Regions from separate parts of the Ovis aries genome. Here region 1 is linked to region 2. A link is a contact called in public Hi-C data. All regions are on one chromosome and are shown on one strand. Each heading gives the region's core, a stretch centred on a gene start, on an enhancer-like site or on the middle of the called end of the contact. The rest is flanking DNA. Distances are from core to core; before and after follow the strand shown.

Region 1 (3,664 bases), core at 537-3,036, 370 kb after region 2:
GGTTAAGTCCAAAGTCACATGCTTTCGTTAGGTAGGTGGTGGTCCTGGCTGGGGTCAGAACCCGGCCTCCGGGTCCCTCATTAAGGCTGCGTTATCCTAGGACGTGACAGTCGAGACGCCACTTGATGACTGGTTAAGTCTAATTAACTCCCACCTGGAATAACTGAACTTTTGTGTTGCTCATATTTGTTTCTTTGATACTGAGTGTTTGCTCAGGTAAAGTAAACTTTTTAAAGATACGGAGCAGGGTCAGAGGCCTTGCTTTTTACACAGTGATAAGTACAGAAGAGTGGCCGTGGCTTCGTGGGTTCATCTAACTAAGGAGTCAAGTTTTTGTGGATCAGATTATCCTCCCAAACTGCCTCCCTTGTGTTCAGCCCAAATGAAAAATAAGAAACAAAAAATTATTGAGTCCTGCCAAATGCTAGCCTTGCCCATTGTCCCCCTAAATTCTCATGGAAACCCAGGGGCATCATATTCGTGTGGTTACAGGTGGGGCAGCTGTGGGCTGAACAACTAGTCCAAATTCCCCCTCCTCCAGCTGAATCTGGGTGCAGAACTCAGCTGCCATTTAGGCTGCATATAAGGCTTCCCTGATAGCTCAGTTGGTGAAGAATCTTCCTGCAATGCAGGAGACCCTGGTTCAATTCCTGGGTTAGGAAGATCCACTGGAGAAGTGATGGTTTACCCACTCCAGTATTCTTGGGCTTCCCTTGGGGCTCAGCTGGTAACGGATCCTCCTGCAACGCGAGAGACCTGGGTTTGATCCCTGGGTTGGGAAGATCCCCTGGAGAAGGGAACAGCTACCAACTCCAGTATTTCTGGCCTGGAGAATTCCATGGACTATACAGTCCATGGGGTCGCAAAGAGTTGAACACGACTGAGCAGCTTTCACTTCACTTCAGCGCCTGGTAGTTAATGCCTATGTGTAGCATCTCTTGAATGAATAACCCACCTCCTATCCATCTACCCATAGCATCTGTGCTCTTGCCTCTCAACCGTATCTATTATCCTTTGTTGGAAGGTAACATATAGACCTTAGAGATTATCCTCAGGCTCAAACAGTAGGGCGACAATACAGTCAGATGGGAGCTAAAAACACCTGGTGAAGGAGAAGAATAAGCAAAACCAGTTTAACGAATCATGAAGGCCGATGGAGGTCAGGGAGTAGGAGGGGTGTTGCGCAAGTAACAGCTAACTGTTAGCTGTCACATGAGATGTCAGCTTTTTGGAGAAAACCTGCGTCCTAGAGCTGTCCTTGCCAAAGTCTCAACAGGGAGGACCAAGAAGGCTGTCAGGCCAGCAGAGGAGCACGGACGGCGTGTAGACCAGAACACCAGGGTCCTTGGGAGCCTCTCCCGCGCCTTCTCTTTCCCACAAACAGCTATTGCTGTCGTTGAGTCGATAAGTCATGTGTGATTCTTTGCGACTCCATGGACTGCAGCATGCCAGGCCCTTCCACTAACAAGACAGAGTCTAAGACAGAAAGGAGCCTAGTGAAGATTTTGAAACGTTCCCCCGGCCGAGAGCTCTTTGTGCTGCTCTGCGCCCTCCGGCACGAGTGACTTCTGTTTACAGGCTCTTGGAGGACTAGACCTTCCCACTGAGGTTTATGGCGGCATCTTTCCATCAAGCTGAGAAGTCATCAGTCAGGGAAAGCTACCTGGAGTTCCTGGCCCCAGCAGACATTCATTTCATGTCTGCCTTCCCCCTGATTCAGTTGTTTATATCCTCGGCCTCGGGAAACCTTGGAAGTTACTCCAGCTAAAAGCAGGCAATGCACTGTGCCAGCAAAATGCAGTCGGGACCTGGTGACACGGGGGATTGGCCTCGATCCACTGCCCTGGGGTAAGACTCTACATTTGTTTTGAAAGTGGGGGGATGGAGAAGGAGGTGGTGAAATCAATACCTCGCGTTTTTCCTGACTGGATGGGAGGTGTGTGCTTTCTTTTCCACCCTAGTTGTTGTTGAAGCTGTTTATTGAAAGGTTGTGCAAATATGATCAGTCGGCTCCAGGGCCATTAATAATCTGCTGGACAAAGCCGGCTCCATTCCAATTGATTTTGGATTTTTGAAAATGTCAGATTTCTTGGAACAGAGATGAAAGCCTGGGAGGCATTGGCCCTGGCGCGTGAACTCTTTGCCTCCACTGGGACTGATCCAGTGGGTTCAGGAGGTTGAACAGCGTGACGCTGCCACGAGCTTGCTGATCTGCATGGGTCCGGGGTTTTGCAGCAGCGCTGGAGGGGGAGGAGGCATCACAAACAAACACTCGACGTGTCAAGACACCAGGGCACAGCCTGCCTGGTCTACAGTCCAAGAGTGTCATGGGCCACAGTGTCATGAAGGAGGCTCACTGAGGTTGCTCCTATCTGCAGGTCATTCTGTCCTTGTCATTCCTCCCTTGCGGCCTTCCTGGGGCTCCAGCAACATAATTTCTGTGGTGTGTTTGTTAAAGCCCACATTTAGAACAAAGCCACTTGGAACGTAAACTGGTGCAGCCACTATGTATGGAGGTTCCCCAAACACTAAAAATAGTTACCATACAATCCAGCAATCCCGTTCCTAGGCATATATCCAGAGAAAACCCTAATTCAAAAAGATAGTGCACCCCAGTGTTCATAGCAGCTCTATTCACAGTCAGTAAGACATGGAAACAAACTAAGTGTCCATCAGCAGAGAAATGGATAAAGAAGACGTGGTGCGTGCATACAGTGGAATATTACTCAGCCACAAAAAGAATGAAATAAGGCCATTTGCAGCCACATGGATGGACCTAGAGATCATCATACTGAGTGAAGTAGGTCGGAGAAAGACAAATACCATATGATATCGTATAAAAATGAAATCCACAGCATGACACAAGTGAACGCATCTACGAAACAGGCACACAGACAGAGAGAGCAGGCTTGTGGTTGTCAAGGGGGAGGGAAGGACTGGGAGTTTGGGGTTAGCAGATGCAAACTGCAGGATGGATAAACAACAAGGTCCTACCATATAACACAGGGCATTATATTCAATGTCCTATGATAAACCATAATGTAAAAAAACATGAACAAGAACGGGTGTATGTATAGCTCAATCACTTTACTGCCCAATAGAAATTAACACAACATTGTAAATCAACTATACTTCAATGAAATACATTTTAAAAATACACAGAATAAAGTCATTTGCAGGTGAACGGCTCCTATACAGACTGACACGAGGGGCCGCCCATGTAGAGAGAAGGGCTTCACTGACAGCCTATAGGAAGAAAAGTTAACCTTTATTTTTTTGACCACACCATGTGGCTTGCAAGATCTTAGTTCCCCAACCAGGGATTGAACCCTTTCCCTCAACAGTGAGAGCACAGCATCCTAACCACTAGACAGCCAAGGAATTCCCAGGAAAGTTATTTTTAATGGAAGCAACATGTAAAGAAATAATAAGTGAATTTAAAACTAGTCAGTTTAAAACACATGGTGATGGAACAACTCAGAACTCTAAAAGAAGTACATGTTTTAATACTCATGTTAAAGTTGAAAAAAAAACCACAAAAATATAACTTGGTTTTTTTTTTTTTAGTTGTGCTATTCTACTTAGTATTTTATTTTCAAAAATAAACCCTGGTGTTTCATGCATCTTTGAATCTACCTAGGACATTCAGTTCAGTTCAGTCCAG
Region 2 (3,787 bases), core at 1,057-3,556:
CCAAAAGTCACATTGGTCAGTGAGTGAATGCCAATGCGCCAAAAAAAAAAATGCATATGAATAGAAATGTTTGGTACAGTGTCATTTGTGAGTTTGACATTTGAAAAATCTTATGTCTTGCAGTAAGGGTTTGATTAAAGTAATGAAGATATATCCATTCAGTGGAATGGTCAGGCATCTGTTAGAAATTATGATGTAGCTGTTCCCTAACCGACATGGGGAAGTGTTGTAGATACACTGACACACACAAACAACACAGTTACAAAGCAACATGAACGGGCTGACATGGTTTTGGGAAGCTGATATAAGTTTTTTTTTTTTTTGATATAAGTTTTGATAAAACTATTGACATCCGTTGGATCATAGAAAAATCGAGAGAGCTTCAGAAAACATCTACTTCTGTTTTATTGACCACGCCAAAGCTGTTGACTGTGTGAATCACAATAAACTGGAAAATTCTTAAAGAGATGGGAATACCAGACCATTTTACCTGCCTCCTAAGAAATCTGTATGCAGGTCAAGAAGCAGCAGTTAGAACTGGACATGGAACAATAGACTGGTTCCAAATTGGGAAAGGAGTACGTCAAGGCTGTATATTGTCACCCTGTTTATTTAACTTTTATGCAGAGTACATCATGCGATATGCCAGACGGGATGAAGCACAAGCTGGAACCAAGATTGCCGAGACAAATATCAATAACCTCAGATATGCAGATGACACCACCCTTATGGCAGAAAGTGAAGAAGAACTAAAGAGCCTCTTGATGAAAGTGAAAGAGGAGAGTGAAAAAGCTGGCTTAAAACTCAACATTAAAAAAACTACGATCATGGCATCTGGTCCCATCACTTCATGGCAAATAGATGGGGAAACAATGGAAACAAAGACTTTATTTTTCTGGGCTCCAAAATCACTGCAGATGGTGAGTGCAGTCATGAAATTAAAGGACACTTGCTCCTTGGAAGAAAAGCTATGACCAACCTAGACAGCATATTAAACAACAGAGACATTACTTTGCCAACAAAGGTCTGTCTAGTCTAAGCTATGGTTTTTCCAGTAGTCATGTATGGATGTGAAAGTTGGACCATAAAGAAAGCTGAGCGCTGAAGAATTGATACTTTCAAATTGTGCTGGAGAAGATTCTTGAGAGTCCCTTGGACTGCAAGGAGATCAAACCAGTCCATCCTAAAGGAAATCAGTCCTGAATATTCATTGGAAGGGCTGATGCTGAAGCTGAAGCTCCAATACTTTGGCCACCTGATGTGAAGAGCTGACTCATTGGGAAAGACCCTGATGCTAGGAAAGATTGAAGGCAGGAGAAGGGGATGATAGAGGATGAGATGGTTGGATGGCATCACTGACTTGATGGACATGAGTTTGAGTAAGCTCCGTGAGTTGGTGATGGACAGGGAAGGCTGGCAGGCTGCAGACTATGGGGTTGCAAAAAGTCAGACACGACTGAGTGACTGAGCTGAACTGATTGATATAACTTTAAAATTATGGAAAATTATATAGCAAAAATACCAACATCTACCATCTTGAAGAGACAGGATTCTAGGATGTTAAAATCATTTCACTTTCCCTTCCTTTTCTGAGTGATATAAAATGTAGAATGAAAGCTTCACACACACCATGAAAACTTCAGTCCCACCATGCTCAAGGGCGCTGTGACCTTGGACAAGTCCTTTATCCCCTCTGGGCCTCCTGTTCCATCTACCTAACAATGAGAAGGTGGTTTAATTTCAACACTGGCTTCCAGCTCTGACATTCCTTTTTGACTTAATGAATCTCATTTTCAGTAAGGGAGTAGGGGCAAGGGGGGAGGGGGGAGTCAAAGTTTATCGGTCAAAGGGACTGATAAACAGTCCCTTGGGAAGTTTCTCTCTTATTTTGACCTGTTTCAATTGTTCTTTTCCCATCAGTCGTTTGAGAAGGGAAATCGCCAGAGATGGGTCAAGTCACTCGGGGAAAAAAGCACTTTTCCAGAATGACAAATTTTAACCTATACATTAAAACAAAACAAGCAAAACCCACTACCCATGGAAACAACACACTCCACAAACAAAAACCAGCTCCCCAAACACATCCCGCAGCCCTGTTCTGATCCCAAAGGCCCTTGGCGGCTTTCTTAAGATCACCTGTCGCTTACACACCGGAATAACAGTAACAATGGCCAGCAGATGTTTTTCGGATCGCCGGAGGGTCTCTGAGCACGTTCTCACACAAAAGCACGGGGAGATCCGGGCGGGGTGGAGGAGGCGGGGGAGAAGGGGCGGGTCCCGGCGCTCTCGCGGCGCGAGCTGGTCGGGTCACCTGGTGGCGCAGGCGCACCTGCCGAGCACGCCAGGCTCGGCTCTCGGGCGCCCTCTGCCGTGCGCTCCCCCGGCGCGTCCGCCTGGCCGGGCCCGGGGCAGCCTTTTCCACCAGCTGGGTCCCCACAACTCAACGTTCCTGCGCCCCGCAGCCTGGCGCTCGCGGTTCCCAGGGAACTGAGAGGCCTCAAGCACTGTCTCAGTCGCCTATTAAACCCGCGAGCTTCCTTCAAACCCACAAATCTGCTCTCAGAGGAGAAGTCTTGTATTGTCTGCTCTCCTTCTCCAGACAGAGGGATGCTTGTAGGGGAGACCCTTGCTCACTCCGGATGATGAAAACAAAAATACTTTCTGCAGTTAAGTGTAAGCATTGAATGTGCTTCTCGCGTATTCTTACACGGCCCCGCTCGAGGAGGGATCTGAGTCTGAGAACGACCCCTCTAGAATCTTCTCACCTGCCTGCTCCCCCTCCCTTCCCACCGCCCTTCAATTTTCCAGGGGATGCAGTCACCTAGACCGCACGTCTTCCTGCTAGATGTGTGTGCGTATGTGCTAAGTCACTTCGGTAGTGTCTGACTTTTTATGATTCCTCTGTCCCTGGGATTCTCCAGGCAAGAATACTGGAGTGGGTTGCCATGCCCTCCTCCAAGGGATCTTCCCCAGCGATGGAACCTGCATCTCTTCCCCAGGGATGGAACCTGCATCTCTTCCCCAGGGATGGAACCTGCATCTCTTGTAGGCGGGTTCTTTACCACGAGCACCACCAACCCAGATGTGCAGCAGCAGGAAATCACTAAACCTGTCAGTGGTAACAATATCAACCTCCTCGAACCCACTCATGTATTCACCTGAGTCTTTCTCCTATCCCAGCTGAGCCCTGGGCTTGGCGCTGGGGGTTTATGTCAGTGAACAAGACAGATGCTTTCTTTACTCTCCTGAAACTTACCACTCAAGGAAGGAGCTGGAGCTGAAAACCAATAAAAACACAAACGGTTGTGTGTCCCTATAGGGAAGGTGACACATGAGAGTAATTTAGGTTGAGACCTCACTGCCAGAGCATGCAAGCTCAGCCTGAGGGATAAATAAGAATAGCCCAGGTGGAAAATGTTGGACAAAGACTGAGACAGGAGGTGTCATAAATTCCGGGAGAGGCTGTGTGGCTGAGTCATCAGGAGTGAGGAGGACAGACAAAAGGCAGAGAAACTCTTGAAGGCTGAGCTATGCAAATAGGTGAAATCCTAGAGAGAAGTGGAAACCATTGAATGGAGCCAGAGGGGCAGCAGCACGTCCTGCAGGTGGGTGTGGGTCTGGGGAAGGGGGTGGGCACAGGCACCTTCTGGGTCTCTGACTCTGGCAGGAAGACTTGGTGGGGGGCAGTCAAAGCTACATCTTAGGGGGACTGTTGAGAAATGTACTCAGGATCGTTGCTCTCCAGAAAGGCACTTTTGGTACCAAACGTGTGTATTAGTAGCTCTTT

Evidence for each region. A called contact is a pair of places that touch in the nucleus more often than the background predicts.
Region 1: a contact with region 2 is called in a Hi-C map of liver, with 8 times the contacts expected there. The contact joins two enhancer-like sites. A contact is called at or near these places in 9 of 16 Hi-C or Micro-C datasets (blood, hypothalamus, liver and 5 more).

The regions. Positions count from the first base shown.
Region 1 is chr10:32,827,460-32,831,123 of ARS-UI_Ramb_v3.0, forward strand. No RefSeq gene overlaps it. Among named protein-coding and RNA genes, the nearest start is that of GTF3A, 53 kb to the left of the region's middle. Within about 2 kb of position 1,787, at least 2 of the 54 cell types and tissues checked have an H3K27ac peak or open chromatin away from gene starts, as enhancers often do. A contact at or near this core is called in liver, where this site is marked.
Region 2 is chr10:32,452,060-32,455,846 of ARS-UI_Ramb_v3.0, forward strand. No RefSeq gene overlaps it. Among named protein-coding and RNA genes, the nearest start is that of TRNAC-GCA, 18 kb to the left of the region's middle. Within about 2 kb of position 2,307, at least 5 of the 54 cell types and tissues checked have an H3K27ac peak or open chromatin away from gene starts, as enhancers often do. A contact at or near this core is called in liver, where this site is marked.